Linked DNA regions of Mus musculus: regions 2, 3, 4 and 5 are each linked to region 1. Evidence: chromatin contacts called from public HiChIP or PLAC-seq and promoter capture Hi-C data. All regions are on one chromosome and are shown on one strand. Each heading gives the region's core, a stretch centred on a gene start, on an enhancer-like site or on the middle of the called end of the contact. The rest is flanking DNA. Distances are from core to core; before and after follow the strand shown. Region 1 holds the start of Map3k7 (mitogen-activated protein kinase kinase kinase 7). Region 2 holds the start of Ankrd6 (ankyrin repeat domain 6). Region 3 holds the start of Lyrm2 (LYR motif containing 2). Region 4 holds the start of Casp8ap2 (caspase 8 associated protein 2). Region 5 overlaps Bach2 (BTB and CNC homology, basic leucine zipper transcription factor 2).

Region 1 (5,753 bases), core at 1,474-3,973:
TGGACATGCCTTGACCCACTCGTGTTCCAGGCCTGCTCCCTACAGCTCCCCCAGCCCCACAGTGGATAAGTGTTTCCTCCATTATCATACCCAAGGAAGGAAAATAGTAAACTAATAATTATTCCAGAGTTAATTTTATTTATCAGTCACTCATCTAAATTTTTTCATAATCCATTGAGGTTAGTATTAGGGAGACATTAAAGTTGAGAGTTTAATTTATTCAAGAGATTATAGCAGAATTGGAACAGGAAATTATAACAGAATTCTAAAACCTGTGCTTTTAAAAGACATACATCCTAACAGCAATTAGTTGGCACATTTTTTTAAAAGCTCAGGCAAACTAAAAATATCCCAGGGAAAGTAATTTGATTGAAAATCGGGAAAGTTTTTGCCCAACAATATCCTAACTTTAGATTTAAGTATATGATGTTCATCTCAGTAATATTTATTACTAGATAAGAGAAACAGCAGATAAATGAATAATACCCTCTCAAATATGCCTTGTCAATTCCCAGATTCTCAGTTCCAAAGGCCTAAGTTTCTTTGTCTCAAAATTATAAACCAGATCAGAGTCTCACCAGAAACTTCATCACCTGTGAAATAGGAGATTCAAATACCTTTTTTTTTTTTTTTTTTTTTTTTTTTGGTTTTTCAAGACAGGGTTTCTCTGTATAGCCCTGGCTGTCCTGGAACTCACTCTGTAGACCAGGCTGGCCTCAAACTCAGAAATACACCTGTCTCTGCCTCCTAAGTGCTAGGATTAAAGGCCACCACTGCCCTCGAGATTCAAATATCTTAATCCTGAATCCCAACCCATTCCCACCCAGCCAACCCAGAAAGTTTCATCCCAGGCATTCATAAGCCTCATGGTGAATTACCACTCTGATATGTGAGCTTAGGCATTTAGATTGCATCTTTTGATAGATACAGGTGCCCAACAGGTCCAAAACTCGGTAAAAATTTAGTATTCAGAATACATCAGAAATCATTGTCATAACAGTGATGCTGAAAGCCAAGACCCTGGGTAAAACTGCCTAGAAAGTGAGTGCAGCAGGAAGAAACTATTGTTTGTCACTGTGACTATGACTTACAAAATGAGAATGGTAGCTCACAGTAGCTTCCTGTCAAATACAATGATCTACTTGCAAACATGTTCAATTTACTCTTTTTTTTTTACATTATCCTAGATTGTTGTTCTATGAGAAAGCTCCCGTGTAGTGAAATTGGGATCCCTCTCTCTCCCCTCCTTTCAGCCTGTTAGGAAGCGCAGGACTTGACATTCTCAAGAGCGCATCCTTGGTCACTAATTTTAACTCCAATGGTTCCACTGGTTTCCAGTCAAATCAACTAAAACTCAGCACCTAGCTTAAATTTAAAATCGTGTTGGTCATACAACATGGGCAATACCTTCCATCTTGGGGTTCTCTGACCTAACTTGTGACACTCAAACTTGAATTGCCATGCTACTGCTGAGTATTTAGTAAGCATACAGCACTAGCATTAAAGGCAGGAAAGGAAAAGCTATGAGACCATAAATAGGGAAAGGTGCCCCTTATTCGAAGTTGAAACTCCTCATCGGGTTAAAAATAAATAAATAAATAATCTCAGTACAACCAACATTTGCTATGAAGACTGCCGACACAAAGGCAACATTCCTTCCTATAAAGGTATCTTAGGTTAAACTAGCAGTGGATCTTTGCCTAAGGTTCAAGCCTGTGCCCTTCGTCCTTTCCTAGACATTAGACTATTAACTTTGTTTCCAATTAAGTTATCTTAACTCTAGTAACCCCGGAATATGGGGCTTTACCGTAGCAATCCTAATCTTGTTGGGTAGTCTTCAGGAACCACCCTATGATCTCCCTTAAACTCAACAATCCTTCAGAGACATTAGTCCTTCAAAGACAATGTCCTCAAAGGTCGCCAAAATGCTGTACATAAACATTAAGGACAATGAAGCGTGACTCTCCTTATAGCTCTGAGGCATAGTGGCTCCTCTTAAAATCCGTCGTCTTGGTGTGTCCACGGATTCTCAAACCAAACCCTCGGGGCTGTTGTGGACGACAGCCTCGGGAAGGTGACAAAGCGAAGCCATCTGAACTGCCTTAGGAAGTGTGTAAAACGCCACTGGTGTCTCTCTACGATGCTAACTTCCATTAGTGAGCGCTCACGCGTCACGGTGCTCCCCCCGATGGCGCGCGCTAACCGCTGCTCCCGAACCCCCTCGCCAGCTCGGGGTTCCGCTTAAAAAAGTAACGGGCTCACGGCTGAAAACCCGACATGAAGAGGTGCCCAATGAGCACAAGACAAACCCTAGGCTGCCTGACCGCAGACCGCCCAGCACAGAGCAGGGGAAGGCACGACGCGGCTCAAAAGAAACAGGCAGAAAGCGACGGAGTTCATCTTTCCCGCTGGATCCCGCAGGACCAACCGGTCCGCCTTCGGGCTCGCTCCGCGCCAGTTCCGATCGCGCACATTTACTACGTCACGGCGTCCAGTCTCGCGGTATCCTCCTGCCGCCGAGGCCCTTTCGCAAAAGTCTCGCGAAACCTGTTCCTCGGGCCCACGGCTCCGCGCTCGCCCTCCTCCACTCCGCCCCTACCCCGGCTTCTCCCTCACTCGCTCCCCGGGTCAGGAAATTCCCCGCTCGGGTCCGGCAGGCGCGCCTCCTCCCTCCCAGTTCCGAGTTCAAACCGGAACTGGAAGTGTGGTGGGCGGGGCCCGGCGACGGAAAGCGCTGAGGAGCCGAAGCCGGGACTCGGCGGTGGCCCGGGTCGGTCCCGCGCCACGGAGCGCCGGGCGGCGGGGCTGCGGGGCTCCGGGCTGAAGGGCGCTGCGCGAGCCGGAGGGCGGGCGCGGCCCCCCGGGCGCCGCGGGGGATCATGTCGACAGCCTCCGCCGCCTCGTCCTCCTCCTCGTCTTCTGCCAGTGAGATGATCGAAGCGCCGTCGCAGGTCCTGAACTTCGAAGAGATCGACTACAAGGAGATCGAGGTGGAAGAGGTGAGCGAGGCCGAGACCTGCTGCCCCGCGCCGCCTGGGATCCCGGGCGGGAGGCGGCTTCCCCATGGGCTTCGGGGGTTGAGTCTGAATCTGTGATTCTCTACCTGATTCTTATGTGGTCGGCAGTTCAATTATCCGTAAATAGATTGAGCAAAGTTTGGTGGCCGCGGGATTTCAGCTCGCTGGTAGTGGTGTTAGAGTCCAGGATAGTGTGTGTGTGTGTGTCTGTCTGTCTGTCTGTATGTCTGTCTTGTCTGTCTGTGTGACTTCTAGCGCAGTGTGTGACACGAAAGGATGCTTGGGACAGGCTGGTAAAGAGAACGTCGAACGTCTCACGGTGCTTCCCCTGGTCCCGGATTCTTCTTTCTCTGATACCGTAGGTAGTTCTACCTTCTATTGGGCTCTGTAGATGAATTTCAATCTCTAGTAACGTTAAGTCTGTTATGAAAACATGTTTCAAGTAGCATAGTCTGAAGAGGCAAGTAGTGATTATGGTGACAGTCAGAATATTACGCTACACCAGAAATCGCTGTTAGAAAAACCGAATAAATTCAATGTTCAGGTGGAAGAGTGTCTTCACTTCATCGCCTATTTTCAGATTCACAGTGGGGCCAGTGACTTCTAAGAGTCTTAATATTTACTGAAGAGGAAAAAATCTGTACATATATTCAAAATGCCGTTTAGAACTCGTTGAAGCTTTGGTTAGAAACGCGTTCACGCAGTTTCTATGAGTTTAACCGTTTTTTAAGAGCACTGTGCATTTTCTGTGCCTTAATGTGTGGGTTTTTTATAGCTAGACTGAGTTGTCTTTTCTTCATTTTTAAAGTATTATAGTAAGGAGTTAAAAGATGCAAGCAAATTAACAATCAATAAATACATCTTTACCTTAGAGGACTACTAAGTCATATCTTTGTATCACAAAAACTAACCAGAGATGAGTGTGTTCATTGAGAGCATGATTATCTTAGAAAAAGTGTGCTGGATAGGGGAAGGTTTGAGACAGAGGAAGACGCTTCAGAGATAGACAGAGCACTGTGGGACTTGGTTTCCTACTGCTTTCTGTGTGTTCGTTTCCTTAACTGTAAGATGGGAGTGATTGCTACTTTATCAGTGTGACAAATCCAGTTAAGCAGTGTGTGCAGAAAATCCAATATAGTGCCTGACATATTGTTAGGAAGCAAAGTTCCAGACAGGAAGGGTGACCTGCTTTAAGGTCATATGCTAAAAGAAGGCCTGTTTTTGAAGAGGAAAACATTTTATATGTCCCCCCCACCCCCATTGAAGCTAAGATAAATTCCTTTTTTCAGAAGCGGGTAGTTGGTCCAGCTTTCATGGATAACATTCTTTTTTAAGACTAAAACTTCAGTGAGTCAGTATACAAGAATCGCAGCTTTTAAATAAGCATTTACGTGTACTCTCATGAATTGCTGTCCTTGTAGACTACAAATTGTTATATAATAATAACTTGTACTTCATGGTCTACCACATATTTCCACGAGCTTACTTTGTTTGATTTTTGCAGCCTTAGTTTTTTGCACACAACTTTTTAAAGCTTTCACATTCTTGCCTCATTGGGGCCTGCAAGTTGCTAAGGGAGACAATAATCAATTTGAAGCCCTCAATCCAAAGCTGGTACATTTTTGAAATTTGTTTCGTCTTAGAACCTAGTTTATTTTTATAGTCCCGATTTAATTCAGGCCTTTCTGATGTCAAAACCATTACATAATTTCCATTATAGTCTTCCTGTGAGCACATTAAAGAGATTGTGCAGTCAGAGGTGCATCATGGGCACTCAAACTATTTCAACTTACATTCCATCTCTAGTTTAAATCATAAATAGGAAAACAGAAAGATGACCCAACATGAAAACTATCTCACATGCCTTCAGTGTTTTATATGGACAAGTATATCATAGCCCTATCAATTAAGAAAAGAATGGCTTGGTGTATAACCCAGTATTGAAGTTCTTGCCCTCTGTGCTTGAGGCTCAGGCTCCAATCCTAGCACCACAGAAAGCGAAACAGTAAGTCGAGAGAACCACATTATTTATTTCTCAACCCATAATATAATGGACTCAGCACTACACAAAGATAATTAGAAGCTGTGGCAGGAAAACATCTAACTCCAGGCAGATGGGGAATCATTTCGTAGATACACATTTCTAAGACAGCAGATGTTTCCATCATTGCAGTATCAGAGTACTGTGGCTCTTCACTTTCATGTCAGATTATATTAGTTTTCTGCCTAAGAAATCTACATGAGTACTTAATTTTTATAAGTCATTCAGTTTTTAACCTTCTGTACGTCAGTGAAGAGAGTCAGGACATAGACTAGACACTTTCAGGATTGGATGGTTTGGTGGAAAATGTACTCAGATTTAGAAAATTAGATGCTGCATTGTGTCAGAATATATGGAGTCAGGTCATTCAATTTGGAGACCTGTGATATCTCTCTTAAATTGATAGATTAGACAAAATTATTAGAAATCTATTCCTGTTGTAAAAATAAAATACCTTGTTTCCAACATGGACTATCTTGTTCTCCACAATAAGTTTGGGCATTCTTAGACAGTCGTCATAATCTCCCAGGAAATGTAGTTGGGTAGACAGACAAATGATATCCCCATTTTATAGATACTGACAACTGGTCACGGAGTTTGGTTTGCCAAAAGCCTCTTGTCTCAGTCAGTGGTAGAGCTGGAATTTGAACTTCCTCTCTCATGAGTCTACGTCCTGTAGGTATATGTGCAGTGTC
Region 2 (5,753 bases), core at 2,124-4,623, 990 kb after region 1:
TAACAAGCTGAGTGTACTGAACACATCGTCCCCAAGTGCTGATCCCAGCTGAAGCACTGAGTCCCAAATGTTTAATCCCAGCAGTGGCAGTGGGATCTCTATGAGTTTGAGGCAGCCTGGTCTACTGATCAAGTTCTAGGACAGCCAGACTACAAAGAGAAACCGTAGTGGGGTTGGGGGTGGGGGATAGGGAACACAGCACGGGACTCCCAATCTGTACCTACAATAGCTGGATTTCCAGAGCTGGCTGTTATGGAAAAATTGCTGTGGACAGGAAATGAGAGGGGTGGTGTCCTGAGGAGACACAGGACAGGCACAGGCTAGTGACTGCTAGTGACTGGCTACTTAAACATACCAGGAGCCAGGCAAGCAGATGCCCCCCTCCCCCCATTTGTCATTCAGACACAGTAGGGAGGGAGGACTGCCATGAATCTGAGGCCAGCAGAGTTACATAGCAACACCCTGCCCGTACATAAATAAATACAGCACTGCAAAGATGGCTCGGGGTTAGAGTATTCTCTGCTCTTTCAAAGGAAGAGCGGCCACTTGCTCACAACCTGCTAACTCCAGTCTCCTGATCTCCATGGGCACTGCAAACACACACACACACACACACACACACACACACACACACACACACGGTGCACAGATTTACACAAAGGCAAAACACCCCCCCAAAAAAATCAAATATTATTTTATTTAAAATAAAAATCTCAAAAAATTTTTTTAATTAAATAAATAGAACTTTTACACACATCACTTTTTCAAGTGGAAGCTAAATACCTACCTAGTTGTTTTCACCTACCCACTCCTACCTACACCTAAGAATACCAGGACAAGCTAGCTCCCTTACACAGCAAAGACCCCAGGGCCTCTCCAGGAGGCTTTCCTTCAGGTGAGACTTCAGAGCTTGCTGTTCAACCGTCACTGAAGGGACTCTGACAGAGGCAGGAGGATCTCTGTGTGTTGGGTACACACAGACACCCTGTCTCATGGAAAAGAAAAGAAAAAAGGAACCACTGAAGGAGAGCTGTGTTTATCCTGAAGAAATAACAGTGACAGACAGAACACACTAAGGAACAAAGAGTTGTGGGGTAAAGCCATTGGGAAAGAACACTCGGCGTTTCACCCTTCAGAGCCCTAACAATGTTCTCTTGAGAGCTGTATTTAAAAAAAAAAAACAAAACCTTTTCCCTGAGACACAGGGTCACAAATTACTGTTTTCCAAATTCTTAGGGACTCAAGCAAGCTTTTAAAATTAAAGCCTCTAAGTGAGGGGAAGACACAGTTCTCTACACAGACTGAACACGCCCGAGTCCACCACAGGGAAACCACGGTCTCCCGCTCAAACTGTAAGCTTTCCCTGGCTTCCGCTTTCCTCTTGATATCCTGCTTTTAACTCGAGAATGCTCTAAATTGTTGTGGAAATGTGAAGCAAAGGGGGAATTAAGACGACACGCAGAGCAGTGATTTGATAGGGGTGGGGATGGTAACTGAAGGGTTCCTCGGCTGGGTAATGGGGTACTTGTGCCTGCTAGCTATTCTTGTATTCCATCTCTCTGAGCAAGAGTTCACAGAAGGCACCAGAATCTGTCTGGGTGGAGCAGAGGACTTTGGGAATTAGCTGTGTGCCACGTTGCTAAGCTGAGTTATAGCACAAGCTATTGGGCTTTCATATGGAAGATATCGGCTTTGGAAACACGGATGGGCTAAGGAGAATGCGAAGGTTAACATTTGGTCCTAGCTACCAAGGTCAAACAAGGAGTTAACAAACAAGGCTGGGTGTTTTGTTTTGAGGGCAGAATTTTGCTGTGTATCCCAGGCTAGCCTCAAACTAATGACCCTGCCTCAGCCTCCAGAGGGCTGGAATTACAGGCATGGACCCCCAGCCTGGCATTTTTATAATTTATTTATTCTAGCTGATGTGCATTGGTGTTTTGCATGCATGGCTGTGTGAGGGTGTTGGGTTCACTAGAACTGGAGTTGCAGATATTTGTGAAGTTGTGGGCTGCCACGTGGGTGCTGAGAACTGGCCCTGGGTCCCCTGGAAGAGATGCCAATGCTCTTAACTGCTGAGCCATCTCTCCAGCCCCTTGGGCTAGCATTTTTATTGTGATGGTTTTGATTTTAAAAATCAGCTTTGGTTAGACTTCTCAACAATTTATAACTAACTGTTGTCTGGTGTCCAATTTTCCCTCATTTTTTTTCTCAGACTGCTCCTTCCCTCAAGCTGAGAGGGCAGAAACCCCTCCTAATTGTAATATGAATTCCTAGTTTATTTATGTTGTGTGTGTGTGTATGAACCTCAGCCCATGAAGAGGTCAGAGGACACCACGACTGGTGAGAGAGTCAGTTCCACCTTGTCACACCTTCTGCGAATCAAACTCCAATTGTCTGGTGGCAAGAGTCTGCCAGATGAGCCATCCTCTGGCCATTGTATTCTCAGGATAAAACAAAACAAAACTTACTCACCATATGCTAAGTATACAATCAGGGTAACAAAGGAAGTTAATTATCCCAACTACTCACGTAACAGATATTTTAAAGATGAGAAACCGTTAGTCAGTATCAATCTGAACACTTGGGACAACCTCGCACCTGGGTGTGATTGGTCACTGTCCAAGTTCTTTCCATTACATTCAATCAGTATCAATTTAATACACATGGCTACCACCAGCCAAGAGCCTCGCCTCACAGGAACGATGCCCGCCATAAAGCCTGATGTCAACTTCAAGGTTATGTATGATGCTTTCAGTTCACAGCTCTAACTATTAAGGCTTGAAGACGTGGGTTTTCCAGTCGCACACCTAACTGGTGGTTTCACAACTCAGTCTCATGCCATCAAAGTGGTAAACACACACACACACCTTACCACCACGTGAATTCTCTCAATGCACTTCGGGGGAAACGTTCTTGGCCAGCTTCACAAAGTACAACTCCTTTTGGATCAGCCATAATGATCCCCCTTCTCTCCAGCTCCCCAAATCTACAGGAAGCGATACATTTCAATGCCCTAGGCAAGTAAGAGAATCCTGAGCCCGAAAGGCGGCGCACAAGGCCCTAAGGCCCCGCGGGACCAGCCGTGCTCCAAACGACCGTGGGAACTGCCCTTGCCCTGGGCTGCGGAAGAGTTTGCAGGGCAAGCACTTCCCCACACGCGCGACGTCGAGAGCGCCCGGAGCCAGACGGCCACTAAGGAGCGCGCCCCTGCCAGCGACGCCCCCTCCCAGTGTCCCCATGAGCGCTCCTGGAGGATTACTAGCACTCGCAGGAGCCGGCGACTATGCCCAGTACCTTTCGCTCCCGCGCCGGCCGGCCGCTCCGCACGGAGCTCGCGGGCCGCTGCGCTCCTTGCCCGCAGCCGCTCGCCCCACGCTCCACCGCGCGTGGCCTGGATGCCTGAGGGCCCCGCCGGCCCCGCCCCATACTCCACGCCACGCCCCTCGGGCCACGCCCCACCCGGCTGTCCGCAGGGCTACAGCGCCCCGCAGCGGCCGCTGGTCATTGCACACGATCCTCCCGAACCGCACATCCCGGAGGTGCGGGGTGGCTCCCACTGGGACCCACGAGCAGCGGGAGGACACCCGCGCTGAGGGCTGTTTCCTCAGCGGCATCGGGCACCAGGCGCACCAATTGGATGGACTGAGCGGAGAACCCTCCAGCCCTCCACCTGTGGCCGGCTTTCTGGAGCCGATGGAAACCGAGGAAGCTGCTGCAAAGAGAGGGTCGGGCATCCTCTCTCCCGCTGCTGCCTGGTGAAGGACCAGCAGGGACATCAGTCCTCACCCGCGGGTTCCAAGTACGCCTTACATACTGTTGTCTTGACTGTTTTTGTCTCTCACTGCCACAGCTACTTTTTCAGTACCTAAAAGAGCTCCCCGGGCAGCATAAACTAGGGGGTTACACTCCAACAAATGTCTGCAACATCTGGCCTATGTGAGCCTGCCTCAAGAAGAAAAGAAAAAGAACAACTTACTGAGCGATTTAGGAGTGTGGTAAGCCTGGAGCCTAATGTAAACAAAAGGTTACTTCAAAGAATGTGTTTATTTCAAATTCATAGCAGTCCCAATGACCAGGCTCAGATAATCAATGCTATTTCCAGCCTTATATGAATGCCATTCTACTCAAGAAAAATCTCATGGGGTTGGCTGCTCAGGACTTAGTGGGTAAAGTGCGCTCTGATGAAGCATGAGAACCCAAATTCAAATCCCTCAGCACCGATATACATATAAATGCAAGCAAGAAAGTTAACACACATACATGCACACATGCAGGCATGCATGCGCGCGCATGTGCATGCTCTCTCTCTCTCTCTCACGCACGCGCACACGCACACGCGCACACGCACACACACACACACACGATCTGATGACAAATGAGTGATGGAACCTTTTGCTCACAGAGGTGGAGAGGTCAGCAGGTAGAACGGTGAACATGACGCTTCGATCTTACCTGAGGCTGGTGATAAATTTACGGTGAAGCGATTTTTTTTTTTCACACCCTCTCTGGAATATAGCTGGGTTTCAAGGAGAGAACCTCCTTTTCCTTAGAGTATCTGTTTCCTTTTGCCTCCTGAAAGCTTCAAACAGGAGACACTCCAAAACCCCCTCCCCGCCCACCCTAGAAGAGAGTTAAGCACTTGATCCTCCGAAACTATTTGGGAATGCTCCCCCACTCTGCGCCCCCTACCACCCTCGCCGCCACCACCACCACCACCCACCACCCACCCCCAACCCCCGTCCGCCGTTCCCTCCCAGTCTCAGCAGCTGTTTTATTTAGCAAAGTGTGAAAACTCTTCTGGGAGAAATTTGTTTTCAATCTTGTCACTCCCAACCTGAAACTGTTAGGAGAGGCGCCTGTCCTGTCCCTACCCACTAAGAGCTCCAGGTTGCTCTGCGAGCAGGTCTCAACTAAACTCCAGAGCTCCCGACGTAAAGTATGTAAACGTGACATTTCAAAGTAATTATTTCTCTTTTATCCACAGTGAGAAATCCTCTCCCCTCCCTAAGGATTGACACGCAGTTAACAGTTGAGTGGGGGGAGGGGTTCTTCAGTGTTGTAACTCTCATGAAGGAACCATGATTCCTCCTGTAAACAGTCTCAGTGAAATTCATTGGATGGGTCGTTAAAATTTGAAAAATAAAAAGGAAAGAAATGAAAGAGGAGAAGGGGCTGGGTGAAAAATGGAGCAGCTCAGTGGAAGCAAATTGGACGAGAAAAAAACAAAAAACAAACAAAAGATCCAAAAACAACAACAACAACAACCTCCGCAAAACCACACACACAAAAAAAAATCCCGCCATCCTGCAAGATCCGTGAGTTCCCCTGGGAGCTGACTAGTCTGCATTTGTACCCAGACTTTGATTAATGGGAATTCCAGGCAGTGCCTGGGCTGTCGTGGAGATCTTATCTCCAAGGAGCCACAGTTTAGATGAACCAATGAAAAGAAACTCCTAAATCTCCCTGGATTTGAGGAAGGTCCCCAGCCCGCAGCTCCATTCTTGCTCCTTTGGAAGGAACAGCTGGCAGCCAGGCTTCTCTAACTGCCCTCCCACCCACCTTAGTTACTTTCCTATTGCTGTGATAAGACACCGTGACCAAGGAAACGTATAAAAGAAGATGTGGGTTGGAGAGATGATGGCTCAGCAGTTAAGAGCACTGACTGCACTTCCAGAGGTCCTGACTTCAATTCCCAGCAACCACATGGTGGCTCACAACCATCTGTAATAGGCATCTGATGCCACCTTCTGGTG
Region 3 (5,753 bases), core at 2,304-4,803, 840 kb after region 1:
GAATGGGCCACAAAACGGGCCCCCGAGGCCGCTGGGACGTCTCCCAGGGGCTGCGGCCGGGAATACGAACTCGTCAGTTCTTCCGCGGAACCGCCAGATACAGATCTAGTTAGCTAACTAGTACAGACGCAGGCGCAAACATTGGATGCCGGCACAAACACGCACGAAGACAGAGACAGACACGAAACGACCGCTGGCCAGCTTACCTCCCGGCGGGGGGTCGGTGGTCCCTGGGCAGGGGTCTCCAAATCTCGGTGGAACCTCCAAATGAAAGACCCCCGACGTGGGTAGTCAATCAATCTGAGGAGACCCTCTCAAGGACCAGCGAGACCACGATTCGGATGCAAACAGCAAGAGGCTTTATTGGGAACACGGGTACCCGGGCGACGCAGTCTATCGGAGGACTGGCGCGCCGAGTGTGGAGTTTTTACCCTTTTTATAGGGCTGGGGCTGGGGAGCAAAAAGCGCGGTTACAGAAGCGAGAAGCGAGCTGGTTGGTTAGTTCGAATAAGGCTTGGGGTATTTCTCGGTCATTTGGGGAAACTGAGGTGGGACTTTTTAGTTCTAAACAATGTCTATTTTCAAGAAATGGGTATGGGAGGGGTACGAGGAGAGGGTCTAATGAAGGTTCAACAATGGGCACATATCTGGTCAGAACATTGGCAGACACACAGGTTCAAGGAGTGACCAGAGCACTGTGCACCTCTATTTTTCTAAATCAGTGAAGCTAGTTCTGCTAACACTGACGTCTATCGGGGCTTCTGTGTCTGTTGCTGGTTCCGCTTTATCTGAGAACCATCTGTTCTTGGCCCTGAGCCGGGGCCCAGGTGCTTGACCACCGATATCCTGTTCGGCCCCTGTCCCAGTGCTATTCAGCCTTGATCTTTAACTGTTAATCTATAACTGAACTTCCTTGTAACTTTTGAGAACCCAGCTCTGGTACTTTTTCATGCCTTGCAAAATGGCGTTACTGCAGCTAGCTTGCTAAGCCTTATGGTGGGGTCTTTCATTGGTAGAGAGACCACCACCACCTGAGAAGACCGAGACTGTGAAGGCCCACCCAGAGCAGTCGCATCTTCCAGAGACTTACAGGGACTGGCTCTCCAACTCTGCTCTGGCTACAAAGCTGGAATCCAGTTGGGCTCACCCATCTGAAACTAAGCAGAGATGTGGAGTTGGAAATCATGATGTTCCTTCCCCCATTTAGACCCATGGTCATATTGGTCACTCATGGTCCTATGGGGCTAGCCCCAATGGCTGTATCTAAAAGTAATAGCTTTCTAAAAAATTATCTGATTTATTCATGAAGTTACTCCTAACTATGCATCTAAATGTCAGTTGGCTCTTACAAATAATAACTCTTTTTTTTTTTTTTTGGCGGGGGGTGGGGGTGGGGGTGGGGGGTTGAGACAGGGTTTCTCTGTATAGCCCTGGCTGTCCTGGAACTCACTTTGTAGACCAGGCTGGCCTCAAACTCAGAAATCCGCCTGCCTCTGCCTCCCGAAAATGATAACTTTTTAAAGCCTTTTTTAAAAAATTTATTTTATGAGTACACTGCCATTCTTTTCAGAAACATCATAAGAGGGCATCAGATGTCATTACAGACCATTCTGAGTCACCATGTGGTTGCTGGGAATTGAACTCAGGACCTTCGGAAGAGCAGTCAGTGCTCTTAACTGCTGAGCCATCTCTCCAGCCCCAGTCCTTGTATCCTCCTTGTAGGTCTAAGGATTCTGAAGAACCAGTACCTGCTCCCTCTGAGAAATCAAATATTTAAAAGCCACTAAAAAGGGGCTGGAGAGATGGCTCAGCGTTTAAGAGCACTGACTGCTCTTCCAAAGGTCCTGAGTTCAAATCCCAGCAACCACATGGTGACTTCCAACCATCTGTAATGGGATCCGATGCCCTCTTCTGGTGTGTCTGAAGATGACTACAGTGTACTCATATATATAAAATAAACACATTTTAAAAAATAAAATTAAAATAAAAGTCACTAAAAGAAGTGAGAAATGAAGTGACTAAGGTAATGTCTTTTTGTCCCGATCTTACCCTGCTTTGTGTTGGCTCAGGCACATATTTAGTCCCTTAAACCCCTTGAATCGTCACATCCATTATGGCAACACATTTGGGACTTTCCATGGCCTCAGATACATAATCAAAATATCTTCTGGTTGTGTAGTCAAAACAAATACTACCATATTCCTGACTTACACCTGACAATGATGGCATTGCGTCTTTTGTCTTTAAAAAGACTGTACGCTGAGCTTTGGCGCTGAGAGTTATTTGAGGCAAGAACCTACTCTCAGTCAATTAAGTAACACTGCATTGACCTTCAAAGCTTTCCTACTCAAAGTATAAATCTTTGAGACAGGGAGTATATATCTATATGACAACATTGCCTGTGGCTAACATGAGTGTAGAGAAAAGAATGTACAAAATACCTGTTCTCGGTGCCCAATTTAGACCCAGCACTAATTATGAATCTTATAAATATCCCCAGGTGATGTGGAAATTAGCTCAGTGCCTTTCCAAGGGTCATAGAAAATATCCTAACAAGAAACTACTGGATCTGCCAGAACAACAACATAAAAAGCAAAATTTATAGCTTGATACCTGGCCGAGATAAAACAAGACTGATCGAATTATTTAGACAATAAAAGACCCTGCATTCAAAAAGATTACTACAATGACCTGAGAAAGTCATGAATTATTTAATAAATGATCTTGAATTTTTAGTCTAGTGGCTGGAAAAGAACTTAGATCCATAGTGTGTCATAAATGAAAATAACTTACGTGGAGTAAATATAAAACTGATCATAATAATACACTTTTACAACAGCTGTGAGTAGAAGACAATATTGTAAAGTCTCAAAAGAAACAAATATGTTAGCCGGGCATGGTGGCGCACGCCTTTAATCCCAGCACTTGGGAGGCAGAGGCAGGCGGATTTCTGAGTTTGAGGTCAGCCTGGTCTACAGAGCGAGTTCCAGGACAGCCAGGGCTACACAGAGAAACCCTGTCTCGAAAAACCAAAAAAAGAAACAAATATGTTAATGTAGAGTTAAAGCTCTCTATATAAAGAAATTATCCAAGGGCCATTGAAATGGCTCAGACATTAAAGGTGCTTTGCCCCAAACCTGATGATACAGGTTTGATCCCCAACGTCCCATGTTAGAGAAAAATTGAAAAACCAAAACAAAACACGAGAAGCAGATTCAATAACCTGACTTCTGGGTATGTGATGTGGGGGACAAAAACAAAAAAGCGAGAGGGCACACGAGTAGGGAAAGCGCACGGAGTCGCAACGATCGAGGCGACCTGCGTGCTGTAGGATAAAGTGTAGAGAAAAAGAGAAGCTTCCAGGATGCAAACGGAATTTGCCAGCATAATGGCGGTCTTCTCAGTTATACACAGCAAGGGTGCTCAAAAGGCACACATTTTCTCCCCTCCCGTAAAAGCGACCGAGCTCCTGGGTTCTCCGCGGAAAACCCAGGACTCGCGCATCCGTCTCCTCCTTCCGCTTCCGTGACCAGGGTGCCCGAGGGCCACTTCCGCTCCTGAGCCGCAGCAGCTTCCGTGGGCAACATGGCGGCATCCCGCTTGCCTCCCGCAGCCCTGACGCTGAAGCAGGTACTGCTGATCTCTCAGCCCCGCGGAGGTGTCCTGTGTGGTCGCGCTCCCCCTGCGACCTGGCTCGCCGCGGCCACCGCGGGCCTCGGCCGACAGCCTCAGCCTCCCGAGGGCGGAGCTGCTAGGCGTGCCCCGCCCTCGCAAGCCGCCCGCCCGCCGGTCCGCAAGGATTCTCTCTTGTTCTGTTTGCTAGCGAGGACCAAAGGGCTATTTCTGCTTGCTGAGTGGAGCCGGCTGGTTTGTGGTAACTTGTCTTTCTCCTTCCCTTGAGCAGTTCATGAGAAGGCAGCAAGTTCTCCTCCTCTACAGAAAGATTTTGCGAGCGATTAGGCAAGTTCCAAGTGATTCTGACCGAAAATACCTTCAGGATTGGGCCAGGGAAGAATTTAAAAGAAACAAAAGTGCCACAGAAGAGGTGAGAGCAAGACCACGCTGGGGCCACGGCTCCTTTGTCCCATTGTATCACTGAGCTTGTGAAGTTTAGCGAACACCTTGGAATATGCCACAGAGAATTTGCTCACTGCCCACTGGGTATTTTACATTTGTTTTGCAGCACATCTGGCTTTGTATTGTGTAGCCTAGCGTCCAGCTTTCCACTTCACACTACTGTTTTTTTTTGGGGGGGGGGGGTGGATGGGGGGAGTGCCTTTTGGTGACAGGATTGAATGTAGTGCCTTGGGCATTGGTAAGCCCACAGCTACAACCTGTAACAGCCACTGTTGGTTCTTGACTGTACCAGATACAATAATAGAACTTTGCCGTGGTTAAGCTGGTAAAACAATGACTAGATTGTCCTTTCCTCCACAGGATACAATCCGAATGATGATAACCCAAGGCAATATGCAGCTAAAGGAACTAGAAAGGACGCTTGCCTTAGCCAACTCGTAACTGGAAGATTTTTCATGTGTTTTGCACAGGCTCCGAGCCACTGTCATAGAGCACCCAAAAAGGTGATAATCACTCTGATCAAGAATATAAGTGAAGCGTGTTAATATTTCCACTACAGTCCGTGGCTGTAATAATTAAACGTGAACTAATGTCAAGATGAGAGGTTGGAATCCTCAATTGCTCAGAGGGAAGGTGAAATGGCAGCCCCTTTGAAAAACAGACGACTAGTTAGCAATTCTTAGAAAGGCAATGAGGACAGGGCTGGTAAAGATAGCTCCTCATGAAGACTCTTGCTGCCAAGGACAGAAGTTTGGTCCCTGTGACACTCATATCGTGGAAAAAAAAAAAAAACCACTCCAGAAAGTTGCCCTCCGACCTCCACACAGGCACTGTGGCACACAAACCAAAATGAGTGTATGTTGTGATGTGATCACAAGCTGTTACAAAGTCAGATGCAGGACTGGCAGTGTACTGCCCTAGAAAAGTGATTCTCTTGCTGTGGGTCATGACCCCTTTGGGGCCAAACAACTCTTTCACGGGGGTCTAGTATTAGGTATTTATGATTCATAACAGCAATATTACAGTTATGAAGTAACAAAATTTTTACAGTTGTGGGTCACCATAAAATTAGAGCTGTATTAAAGGGTCACAGCATTAGGAAGGTTAAGAACTGGCTAGAAACAGCGCTAGATCTTGCTTGAATAACCTGCTTTGTCCTTCAGAGTTCTGAAGTGACTTTCTTCAGGTGTGACATGGTTTGATAACCATAAGACTGAGGTCTCGCGGAGCTTTAGTGGAAATAGCTAAGAACACCAAGAAGAGGGAGCACTGGGTGGGCAGTTCAGCTCCTGCACCTAACATCCTCATGAAATGATGAATCAGAGCACTGACTGCTCTCCCAAAGGTCCAGAGTTCAAATCCCGGCAACCACATGGTGGCTCACAACCGTCTGTAATGAGATCTGGTGCCCTCTTCTGTTGTGTCTGAAGACAGTTACAGTGTACCTATAAATACAATAAACAAATCTTTAAAAAAAAAAAAAAAGAATCATCATTAAGGAGCATTGTACTCTGCATTCTCCTGCAAACACTGGAAAAAGAAATAGGTCACAAAGTTGACAATTTAGTGGAATCTTTGAAAGTGACAGCTTGTTGATGAATCTGAACTTATACTGTGAACAGAAGGCCCATCAACACAGAGAAGCCAAACAGAGGCTGACTAGGATCCTGTGCTGG
Region 4 (5,753 bases), core at 1,516-4,015, 650 kb after region 1:
TAGAGGCCAGAGATTGACATTAGTTATCTTCTTTGATGGCTCTCTACCTTATATATTGAAGCAGAGTCTCTCACTTGAATTCAGAGCTCTAGCTAGCCACCTTGCTCCAGGGATATCCCCTGTCTCTTCCTCTTGAACACTGAAATTACAGATGGACCTGGATACCCAGCAGTTACATGGGCTCTGGAGATCTGAATTTCACACTTATGTGGAAAGCACTTTTACTTGCAAAGCCATCACCCCAGTCATATGATACATTTTTTTTTTTTTTTTTGGTTTTTCGAGACAGGGTTTCTCTGTATAGCCCTGGCTGTCCTGGAACTCACTCTGTAGACCAGGCTGGCCTCGAACTCAGAAGTCCGCCTGCCTCTGCCTCCCAAGTGCTGGGATTAAAGGTGTGCGCCACCATGCCCGGCATATGATACATTATTCAATGAATAGTCAAATGTATACTTTCATCTAAGGACTGTGGATACATTTTTATTTGGAGGAGTCCTGAGATAGGTGTCGCTCCGTGGTAGATCACGTGCTTCGCATACGCCATGAACTCATTCTCTACCACTATGAGGTGAAAATACTGTGAGGTGATATTTAAGAACATGGGAAAGTTAAGCTGGTGCCCAACTAGAACCTTCACCACTGCTGACTAGTACGGTGCTGGAAAGGTATTCTGGATGTTCCTGGAGGTGAAGGGTGATCATCAATATTACCCAGCCATAGACCCTGCCATTTACAACAGGAATGCCTGCAAGACATATTTGTATGTTCCTTCATTTACTGACCGGGCCAGGGTAGAAACGGCTGTTAGAAATCAAACTAGGCTAGTGGGAGAAACTGTGGCAATTTTGAGAGTAATTAGACATTTTACGCCTTTATCAGAAACAGAATTTAATGGCAATTACCAGACTCAATACAGTTGCTGTTGCCAGGGTACAATGATGTCTGCAAACTATAAAGGGTATACAAAATTAATGCTAAGACCAATTTTTCTGTCAAGCTTCCTTCCATGTTTCTTTGGCTTCTGAGCGACCATACATAGAAACACAAAGAGTACTGAGTACTTCACTGCCTGAAGCATTTGGTCTCTCAGGAATGGGAAGGCGCATCGTGCTTCAGGAGCCATGGACTCTAAACTGAGAAACCTATGCTGCATGACTCTCAAGGCATCTATGCCAGGTCAACGCCATGGGTCCCTGCACATATTGGTGCAATAGTGACGTGCATGCTATAGGAATAACAAACCATTTTCTGTGTGGATTTAAGGTCTGCTCAGTGAGACCATATCTGACACTGCTCAAATGGCCAAGAACCTGAGACTAGATAGTTCATAAGCCTAGAGGTAAAACTACTACTATGATTCTGCAAAGGCCAATAAAATACTCATCACGACATAGCGCTATACCCCTAAATCACTGCATTATTCAAGACTCATCAGAGAAACTTCTTACAGTAGGAAGCAACTAACAATGGGCAGAGAGTGAATCTTTGGAGCACTTAGCCCTAAATGGGACGCCTTCATCAAACCCTTTGCCTCAAGGATCAGGGACCCATTACCCAAAAGGAGGCAGAGAGACTCTCAACAGCCAGAGGTGGCGGATGACTCCAAGAACTGTGTCATCCAAGGAACAGACACAACAGGACTAATAAATATATGAATGCAGAGGCCGATAACCCTCATAAGACCCGTTGGGGTTCAAGCCTGAGGAGGTATTTGCAGTTGAATTCAACCTGCAGAGAAAGGAGACAGCAGTTTTCTTTAGTAGAGTGGCACTGGTCTATCAGCCAGACTTTGGGGAAGGGACAATACCCAGGAGTAGTTGACCAATATAAATTGAATTCCATGTTTTTGTGTCTGAGCTTTTTGTTTCGTTTTGTATTGTCTTGGCTTTGTTTGTTTTTTCTTACTGGTTTCTTTTTTGTTTCTTTTTCCTTTTTTCTTTCTTTTTTTGAGAAAGAGAACATGAAGTTCGGTGGGTAAGGAGGTGGGATCAGAGATGCGTTCGGGTAGGGGAAAAACGATAAAAATAATTTATTGTATATATATATGTATATATATATATATATATATATATTTTTTTTTTTTTTGGTTTGGTTTTTCGTGACAGGGTTTCTCTGTGTAGCACTGGCTGTCCTGGAACTCACTCTGTAGACCAGGCTGGCCTCGAACTCTGAAATCCACCTGCCTCTGCCTCCCAAGTGCTGGGATTAAAGGCGTGCGCCACCACGCCCGGCTTTACATAAAAAAGTTTAATACGGAAAAACAAAAACAAAAACCTTCTTCTATCCCGCTGAATTAGTAATTCTACGCTACGTTCACCATCCAGGATGGCATCTTAAAGGTCAGATCTTAGCGCTGTCTAGCGCGCAGCTGACACAATTTATACACTAAAGACCTCAAGCCTTCTCCACTTGCTCTCAGCCAAAACAGCTAGGAGCCTCCACCTTTACTTTCCCTTTCATTAGCGTCTCCCAGACCCGCCCCACTTCCGCTCTGGTGACGTCTTTTCCGCGGAGAAACCCCGCCCCGTTGTCACTGAGGTCACGGCCCGCCCACTTCCCTTCGGAGCCACAGAAGAGTAAGTACCAGAGTTTGGCGCCAACTGGAATCTTTTTTTCCGCCTTCAATGGCGGGAACTGGCTGTGTGCGCCGAGACGTGCTTTGCGTCTTATCTAATTGGTTGTCGGCGCTCGGTCCCGCCCTGGCGTCCTTACCGTGAGCTGCGATTGGTGGAGACGGCGGAGCGCCTGGCGTCCGGACAGCGGCCGCTGTGCGGGGCTGGCCGGCCGGGTAAGTTCCTGAGGGCCTGTCGCGGGGCTGCTGGGGAGAGGCAGCGGGGTGCCGCCTGGGATGGCTTACGCTCTGGGCGAAGGGTTGTGCCTGGCTGGGCCTCGAGGAGCCAGCTGCCGTCCTCGGGGAGCGCCCCTCGGAGCGTCTCGGGGGGCGCTGGGGCGAGCACCCGGAACATCGCCGGGTCTACAGCGCGCCCCTCCCCTCCCCCACCCGTGTCTCCCAAGTCCCTACTGCCGAGCTCTCGGTGAGTGTGGAGAAGGGGCTGTCCCGAGGGTCGGGCGATCAGTGACAGGGGCAGTTTCCCAAGCTGAAAGCTTGAGAGAAGAAGTTGTTTATGTGCTCTCCGCAGCGCCTCGAACCATCCCTGACATGGGAATGTAGAATTCTCAGGAAGCATTAGTGCTTCAAGGATCCTCTTGGCGGTCTTTTCTCGCCACACCAACACCAAACTTCTCGCTGAAGGCCTTTCTCCTATGAGCTTCAACCCCGCCTTGGAAGGGACTAGGCCACTAGGCAAGACTTCTTGGCTCTGTTACCATACCCCAAATTATTTTTTTTCCATAGTATTTCCTGCCATCTTACGGGATATGTCCAGAGATTTATGTTTTAAGGGGTGTTTTTGATTTTTGACATCTGACTGGAATTTATCCCAGCTCTCCACTTTCTAGCTGTTGGCTGCAGCAGATTTTCTAATTGGCTCTGTTAGGTTCCTCATCTATTTAGACGGGATAAGGAATAATATAGACTTGATAGGAGCTTCAGGATAATTTAAAGGAGTACTTAGCGCACTTATATCAATACTTGACTTGTGTAATGTATGCTGCTTTTCATGCCTGTCTCATCCTCAGAACCTAGAGTGAGATTTGCCTCTTAGCTTTTGCCTGGTTGTTTTCCTTCTACAAATGTATGCTTTTGTGTATTGAAAAATTTGAACTTCATACTGCTTTCAGAAAAGATTAGATGACCCCTTTCTCTATGCATTTGCTTATGAATCTGTTGAAGCTGTTTATCCTTCCAGATAATGGTTATCAACCTGTAAAATTTTTAAAGAACATTTTGGTGCTAGGGACTGGCCTTTTCAAAGCTGTGAGGACTGCACACTACTGAGCAACCTTCCTAGCCCAGCAGCTGTTATTAATCAATCATTAGCTTCTTGGTTTTTAAAACTTGGCCTCTGCATGTTTCAAAGGTGTACCACTCCTCTCAGTAGTAACTCAGATGGGAGATGAGAAGAAGTATAGAAAGATCTCTCTCACTCCTCTACCTTTCATATTCTCTCTCTCTCTTTCTTCTCCTATCTTCCCACCCTGGGAGACTCACTGACTTGTAATTTTTTTTTTAATATACCTGTCACCATGATGCTAATGAGCCCCAAATCATCTTAACTCTCCTTTTCTTTTAAGAAAAATCTGTTAGGGATCCAACTCTATTTCTAACCCAGACCGACATTTTCACCTGATTGTTGTACAAGTGATTCACCGGGTCTTCTTTATTTCTCCATTACCATTAAAAGAATGCCTTCCACCTTATCAGAGGTAGAAATTTCGGAATCATCTTTAACTAATTTGGCATTTCATTAGCTTAACAAATTATTTTATTACTTACTAACTACTAACCGCTATGCCAGACAGTGCTAAGAGCTGATGATGGTGGGGAACAAAACAGATGACCCTTGTCCAACCTGGGCCTGTACTGTCAGCAAGGTGGACGTGTTTTCTCAAATCCCACGGGAATGTAGAGTTGAATTTAAATGTAACTTTAATCACCTGATGTAATTGTCATTTCCGAAGCTTACTGCCTGAGTCCTGAAAGCTTCTAGCTGCTGTACAATCTAATCTAGTCCTGGAGTGTTTTCAGCCTCTGAGACTTATTGCTGAGTAAGCTCATCTTTTCTCATTCTTTCTGACCTGTCTGGCTTGTTCTGTCTTCCTGTGTCTAGCTTGTTCTTTCTCTCGCTCTCTCTCTCTCTCTCTCTCTCTCTCTCTCTGCAACCTGTCTCTGTACACCTGTCCCAGTAAAGCTGCTTTCTCTCCTTTTTTACTTTTTTTCTCTCTGCACTGCTCTTTTAGTAGCTTCCCTTTCCTCTCTACTCTTGTGAGAGTTGAGCATACTCTGTTCTGTCAAATCTTTCTCTGATTCAGCACTTTGCCACTCAATTGGACACCGCTTTCAAACATGGGTGCTTCCTTTTACAAACTCTACCTTCATTTTTGGAATTACAGGAGTGTACTGAGGGCCTGTCTGTATTCCAGCCAGAAGAATTAAGGTGTGTGCTAAGGGCCAAGACACACAACTAGAAACAGAGCTTTTCAGTAAATACCAAGAGCCGGCGTGGTGGCGCACGCCTTTAATCCCAACACTTGGGAGGCAGAGGCAGGCGGATTTCTGAGTTCGAGGTCAGCCTGGTCTACAAAGTGAGTTCCAGGATAGCCAGGGCTATACAGAGAAACCCTCTCTCGAAAAACCAAAAAAAAAAAAAAAAAAAAAAAAGGTAAATAACAAGATCCTGGGTTTGCAGTGTGATAAATATTCTGCAACAGTTGAACTGTGGAAAGAAGTCCTCTAGGGAAAGGACACAGTGGTATAAAGATATAGAACAATGTGAGGTGAAGTGGCGCACACCCTTGGTCCCAGAACTGAGGAGGCAGAGGCAAGTGAACTCTAGGTTTGCACACTGCCTTGTGTACAGATTGACCTCCTGCATGGCCAGGGCTACATGGAGAGCCCTGTCTCAATGCTCTCACCCATATGCTCCCTAAAACCCAAAGAAGAACATATCAGAGGTCCTTACCTAGTGGGACGACATTGTGCCTAGGGGACATTACTTTGGCCAAAATAACAGTTAAATAATGGTAGAGTATTGAGCAGACAGTCTGCACTTTTCAGAGTTGCTGACCGGGAGAGAACAAGTGTGCTCATAGAGCTACTCATGTGATCTGCGTAGGCTGCTGGGGGTTGGAGA
Region 5 (5,753 bases), core at 1,556-4,055, 560 kb after region 1:
AGCATGCGAGAGTGCATGCACACACACACTATCTCTCCCCTCTGCCCCCTCCCCACCTTTGTAAATAGTGGGTGTTATTTTCAGGGGAGTTCAGGCTCTGACCCAGGGAAGGAAATCATGGCCTTCAGGCATAAGGTTCTGTGATGGTGAAGAGGGCAGGGAGATGTGAGGAGTACCCCACCCAACTGCCTCCCTGGTGTGCCTGTCCTGCGATTAAAGGAAAGTTCTTTGTGGATATTTTCAAACACACAAGAGTATCTGTACATGTGTGTGCTTTCAGATATACCTCCACAGGCTCACTCCAGGCTCTGGATGTGTATGGAGTATCTCCAATAGCTGCTGCCTTGAGGATGTGTCAGTCTTTACAGGAATCATTTCACAGATGGCATTTCAGAAAAGAAGCCATTCCCATCCTTCGCTGTGCTTCATTCAATAAAGACACGATAAAGATGCCACCAGGTCCTAGAAGCATCCTTCCTAGATCAGAGTCCTTGAGGTCCGTCCACGCTGCCTTCCTCTGTCGCTACCTTGTGCCTGAATCCAGTCTGGGAAGCATGTGCTACAGACCTTAGAATCTTGAATGGGATTCCCTTCAGTGTCGCCTGCTTCCCTTTGCAAGAAACAAGGAACACTAATATGCATTTCCAATATAAAAATGAACTCATGAATATAATTATATGAATATGTATGCATGTGTGGGTTATAAATAGACATATGTGCACAGGTACCTTTTATTAAAAAATAAAAATAAAATGAAATGAACCAGTGGGAAAGGCCACTGCAGCGTGATTGGACACTGTGAGTGCGCTGTCACGAGAGAAACTGACTGCACCTTTGAATCCACTGTTGATCTGAACATCTTAGATATTCTACAAAGTAAAACCTTTAAAATAGATTTTAACAGATAATAATCAACAAACATGAAATTTAAAGACAAATAGAAAAAAATGAACCCACTTTTATTTTTTAATTTTTTGTTAACAACAGAGAAGGAAAATAGATTTCCCTTTTTAAATTTAGAGCTATTAGCATATATCATCTGTGGATCATTCTTTAAGAAAACTAGAATGAACTTTTAAAAATTATCATTGTCACAGAGACAGGGTGATGGGAAGTGTCCTAGATTAGAGGGAGCTAGCAAGCCCAAATGCAGTGTGTCATCTGGCCTATACTGCGACCCTGAAGGGCATCCAGAGCAGGTAGAAGCTAAATATAAACTGGGAGAGCTTTGCCTATGGTTTCAACATTGCTTTCTCTGGATATTGTTCTTGTTCTCAGTTGCATGGCGAAGTACTTGGAGTTAAAATGTCATAGTGTCAGGACTTACTCTCAGATGGTTGGGGAGGAAGAGGGCGAGATTTCTATGTGATCTTACAAGTATAGATAGATATTTATAAAAAAAGGAGGGCATGAAACTTGGCAAAATTTAGCAATTTAGCATAAATCCATCTCCTTCCAGAATCCCAGATTCACCCCCAGATAAATATAGATGGCGGTGGTGCATCTCTTTCATCTTTTCTGTGAATCAGAATTTTCTGGTTTAACAAAAAAAAGGGGGGGTTGGGAAAAAACTGGAGTTGTGTTGTGTTTGTTTGCTTGTTTGTTTTCTATAGTGTCGTGGTCTTTCAAGAAGTCCCTCCTGAGCCAAGTCGTCAGCTCATGGCTGTTGCCTCTGCTGCTTGAGAGGCTGAGACACAGGGTCCTCTTGAGCCTAGGAATTTGAGGTTAGCCTAAGCACCTATTCCCAGCGTGAAGGAGGCTGGGGTGGAAGGAAGGTAGGGAGGGGAGGAGAAGAAGAAAGGGGTGGGAAGGAGAATGGAGGGAGGAGAAGAAGGAACTGAAAGAGGGGGAAGAGAGGTTACAGGAAAAGGGAGGAGGGGAGAAGAGAAATTTCTACTGAGTACCCGTGCCGTGCCCAGTCGCGTTTTAAGGCAGAGTATTTAGCCATGGGGAAACACAGTCAACAGCCACTCTCATGGGCCTATATTTAGCATGTAAAACAAATAAGGAAATGTGATCATTTCAATTACAATAAGTGCTAGAAGCAAAATAAAGCAGAATAATATTACAGATAGTAACTGAGAAAAAGTGACATCATCTTGTATGTCTAAGGAAGACAGCCTCTTCAACAGGGGTGGAAAACTGGACAGCCACATGTATAGAAGAATGGAACCAGAACTCTCTCCCTCTCAGTCTGTACAAAAACAAACAAACAAACAACCTGCAAATGGGTCAAAGGCCTTATTATGTAGTACATGAAACTCTGAGGGGGAAAAATAGGGAAAACTCTGAGATATAAGCATAGACAAAGGCTCAGGGATCAAGGCCAACAGTGGACAAATGGAACCTCGTGAAACTGAAGGGGCTTCTGTACAGCAAGGGAGCTAACTGACTGACTAACTGACTGACAGACTGGCTGACTGACTGACTGGCTGGCTGGCTGGCTGACTGACTGACTGACTGACTGACTGACTGACTGACTGGCTGACTGGCTGGCTGGCTGGCTGGCTGGCTGGCTGGCTGGCTGGCTGGCTGGCTGGCTGGCTGGCTGGCTAGCTGGCTGAGAGTAAATATATAGAGTAAAAGAACTCAGAAAACCACAAGAAATCAAATGGCACCATCAATAAATGAGCTGGTGAAACAAAGTTCTCAGAAGATGAACTACAAATGGCCAGTAAACATGGAAAAAATGTTGAAGCTCACTAGCATTAGAGAAAAACAAATCTAAACTAAGCTAGGATTCCATGTCACTTACTCAGAATGACAGTCATTCAGTAAACAAATAGCAGGGCCTCGGGTGAGCTCACTGAGTAAAGCACTTGCCAAATCCTGTTACTGTTGTGTTGCTATGCAGAAACGTGATGACCCAGGCAGCTTATCAAAGAGAAGCATTTAACTGGGGGCTCACGTACAGTTTCAGAGGACTAGTCAACGGCCTGCATGGCAGTAGTCAGGTGCCTAGGCAGACAGGCAGGGAGCAAGGGCCGGAGGGCAGGGTGGGGGGGGGGGGTGAGAGAAGGAAGGATGGAGGGGAGAGAGGGAGACTGGGCATGGCATGGGCTTTCTGAGACCTCAAAGCCCACACCCAGTGACACACCTTCTCCAACAAGGCCATACCTGCTAACTTATCTTAAACCAACTGGGACCAAACCTTAAAATATATGAGCCTTTGGTTGCGTGGGGGATTCTCACTCAAACCACCCCACCATGCAAGTTCAAGGTCCTAAGTCTGAATCCCCAGAAGCCATGTCAAGCCAGGCGTGTGTGGCGGCAATCCCAGTGCTCCTACAGCAATCAGAGAAGCCAGCATGGAGGCAGGGAGCAAGAGACTATCTCAACCAAAATAAAAGACAAGGACTGATCCCCGTGTTTCTCCTCTGACCTCCATATATGCACGGTGGGATGCATGTGCCCACATGCATGTGTGCACACACACGTGCTCGTGTGTGTGTGTGTGTGTGTGTGCATGCACACACATATGACGGAAGGGAGGGAGAGAGATTGAGAGAGAGAGGAAAGAAAGAAGGAAGGAAGGGAAGAAGGAAGGAAGAAAGAAAGACTGTTAGCATCTCCTTTCAAATGGAAGCATTAAATGCAGAGTTGAGACTTGCCTGCCAAGGGCCAAGGACAGAACAGGATACAAGTAGTGTCTACTGTGATAGTCCAGGAAAAAGGTAGTTGGCACAAAGGAAGACTGCAAAGAGAGAGAGAGAAGAATCCAGGATAACTGTTGATTAGACAGTTGTGACTTACCAGTAACTGAAATGGAAAAATCTATACAAGAAGCAGGTGGGAAAAGGGACAAACAGTTGGGTGGACTTTCTGCAAAGGGCTCCAGTTGCTTAGGACCTAAGGCCAACATGTATCTAACTCGTGGCTAACAGAGGTAAGAAACGAAGCCATCCAGCAGAGGGATGAAGCAGGTCCCGGGTTCTGCTAGCTATCTCACAATAGGATCATTAGAGTGCCTTATAAAAACCTTGTCATGGAACTTTTCAGTTTACAAATTAACTCACTGAAAGTTGGTGTCTGCCGGCTCAGAGGGAAAATGTTAATTTCCAAGCTGCAGTGACTTTTGCTCGGGCTCCCACTCCCTCCCAGAGCATATAAGGGGGCTCATCCTGCTCTTGGTGCTGATGGGAGTTTCAGCGAGAGAAAGAGAAGAGTGATACTGAGGATGTGGCCCTGTTCACAGTGACACGTGACACGGAATTAGTGGACGCAGCCCTGCAAGGTTCAGCCAGAGTGTAACAGTGGTTCCCAGACATTTTTTGCCAGTGACCTCTGACGTGTCACTAAGTTTCACAAGCCGCCTTTCCTTTTTTTTTTTTAAGCCAATTTTCTCTCTATTCTTTGCCCCAAAAACAGCTCTGTTTGAGACATACATTCTAAGCATATTTTGTTCCTCAAGAGCACGCCCCGGCAGCTTTGACACTATTCGTTAGCATTCCTTTGCCTCTTCTGCTCGCCTGCCCTCCGAGATTCTGCAGTCTGCTCTTAAAATAATGCCGACCTATTTATTCAGATCCTTGCCCCACTCCCACCCCCAACCCCTCAAAAAAAAAATGGCAAAGGCTTTTCATGTGAATTCTTCAGGAATGGCTGAAGTTCTACAGACTGGTGTGCTTAGAATAGAGACTTGACAACAAGGGCCCGTAGGAGGTGCTCATGGCAGACACGGTGGCCTTTGAACCCTCCGCCTGGAGAGCCTTGTTTCTGCAGCTGTGTTTTATTAGGTACAGTGTCAGGCTGCCACGGTGAAAAAGTTCTAGAAATCTGAAAATCTTGACGTCAGATTAAAGGCTTCTGAAGCCAAGTGTGGTAGTAAACACACGTAATTCCAACACTTATAAGACTGAAGTATCGTGTCACAAGCTCTGGGTCAGCTAATAAGAAAAGGGGCTTCTTGTTGGCGGGGGATTATTTGTTGTTTGTTGTTGTTTGCTGCTGCTATTTTAGTAAATCACGATTGTCTAGCCATCCTAGCATTTTCCCATGCCCTGTCTTAGAGAGCTGATGGCCAGCTTCAGTCCTAATGTGGCCATCTATGATCAAAGGCCAGCGTCAACATAAGGTCCTTTCTCTGCCAACTGAAATATGGGGCCGTGGCTGATCGTCTGTTTCAGTTTTGTTTAGAGTTTGCATTCAAGCCCATCATTTAGACCTGGAAGAACTATGTAGAAATCCCAGTCCAGGGCAAGGGCAAGCTGTTGGCTCAGAACAAATAACTAAACAGGAGCTAGAGTCGGAGACATCCAGACAGGGAGATCTTAGGATCCAGAAACATCCCTGGGACCTTTACCTCATATAGAACCGTGTTCTCATAAGTCCTGCCCTTTCTTCGTTGCACTTGTGGGATATCAGCACGCATTTTTAAACTGTGTTTTAGACGGTGCCCTTCACCCTCCCTCACTTGCTCACCACCCTCCCCTTCTGCTTACAGTTAGATCTGGTTTCTTTTCCTGTTGCTGTCAAAGATTTCAGTATCGCCTGGCCCCATCCTCAGATGTGTCCATGAGATGATTGACATGGATGAGGTGGCCGGGTGGTTAATGTGAAGGACTGCCAAGAGATTATTAAAAAGGAAAGGCTTTGGGCCTTTATCCTCCTACCACTTCAAGGTATATAGAATCTCAGGGTGTGTACAGCATTTACAATATTTCTAAATGGCTCAGTCATTATGTCAAGCCCAGGAAAATACAAGCTAGGGCCTGCTGCTAACCGTGGCCTGTGTGACTGACTGCACTTGCTCA

The links. Promoter capture Hi-C pulls out the DNA fragments that hold promoters and counts their contacts. HiChIP or PLAC-seq counts read pairs in DNA pulled down with a chosen protein or histone mark. Capture Hi-C pulls out chosen DNA fragments and counts their contacts.
Region 2: a contact with region 1 is called in a promoter capture Hi-C map of pre-B cells. The contact joins the promoter of Ankrd6 here to the promoter of Map3k7 in region 1. A contact is called at or near these places in 5 of 39 promoter capture datasets (the C10 cell line, cranial neural crest, liver and 1 more) and 2 of 115 datasets of contacts at active chromatin or transcription factors (large pre-B cells and neural progenitor cells).
Region 3: an H3K27ac HiChIP or PLAC-seq map of thymic regulatory T cells shows a contact between it and region 1, with 6 times the contacts expected there. The contact joins the promoter of Lyrm2 here to the promoter of Map3k7 in region 1. A contact is called at or near these places in 7 of 39 promoter capture datasets (the C10 cell line, embryonic stem cells, liver and 2 more), 2 of 484 Hi-C or Micro-C datasets (CD4 T cells and CD8 T cells), 4 of 115 datasets of contacts at active chromatin or transcription factors (bone marrow-derived macrophages, extraembryonic endoderm stem cells, memory CD8 T cells and 1 more) and 1 of 9 other capture datasets (liver).
Region 4: a contact with region 1 is called in a promoter capture Hi-C map of liver, with 8 times the contacts expected there. The contact joins the promoter of Casp8ap2 here to the promoter of Map3k7 in region 1. A contact is called at or near these places in 11 of 39 promoter capture datasets (the C10 cell line, cranial neural crest, frontonasal cranial neural crest and 6 more), 6 of 484 Hi-C or Micro-C datasets (CD4 T cells, muscle stem cells, natural killer cells and 2 more), 19 of 115 datasets of contacts at active chromatin or transcription factors (the 230-238 cell line, CD4 single positive thymocytes, astrocytes and 16 more) and 3 of 9 other capture datasets (adipose tissue, liver and macrophages).
Region 5: a promoter capture Hi-C map of liver shows a contact between it and region 1, with 3 times the contacts expected there. The contact joins the enhancer-like site here to the promoter of Map3k7 in region 1. A contact is called at or near these places in 2 of 39 promoter capture datasets (embryonic stem cells and liver) and 8 of 115 datasets of contacts at active chromatin or transcription factors (astrocytes, embryonic stem cells, extraembryonic endoderm stem cells and 4 more).

The regions. Positions count from the first base shown.
Region 1 is chr4:31,961,384-31,967,136 of GRCm38.p6, forward strand. Map3k7 (mitogen-activated protein kinase kinase kinase 7) reads left to right here and starts at 2,724. Exons shown (of 16, transcript NM_172688.3): 1 at 2,724-2,999. The coding sequence starts at 2,880.
Region 2 is chr4:32,947,453-32,953,205 of GRCm38.p6, forward strand. It overlaps Ankrd6 (ankyrin repeat domain 6), which reads right to left and starts at 3,374. Exons shown (of 16, transcript NM_001012451.1): 1 at 3,295-3,374.
Region 3 is chr4:32,796,706-32,802,458 of GRCm38.p6, forward strand. It overlaps Lyrm2 (LYR motif containing 2), which reads left to right and starts at 3,554. Exons shown (of 3, transcript NM_175364.4): 1 at 3,554-3,630; 2 at 3,905-4,045; 3 at 4,438-5,563. The coding sequence starts at 3,586. The coding sequence ends at 4,518.
Region 4 is chr4:32,612,705-32,618,457 of GRCm38.p6, forward strand. Casp8ap2 (caspase 8 associated protein 2) reads left to right here and starts at 2,766. Exons shown (of 11, transcript NM_001122978.2): 1 at 2,766-2,788.
Region 5 is chr4:32,516,521-32,522,273 of GRCm38.p6, forward strand. All of the region lies in intron 2 of Bach2 (BTB and CNC homology, basic leucine zipper transcription factor 2), which reads left to right. Among named protein-coding and RNA genes, the nearest start is that of Bach2os, 52 kb to the right of the region's middle. Within about 2 kb of position 2,806, at least 71 of the 459 cell types and tissues checked have an H3K27ac peak or open chromatin away from gene starts, as enhancers often do. A contact at or near this core is called in astrocytes, fibro-adipogenic progenitors, liver and 1 more, where this site is marked.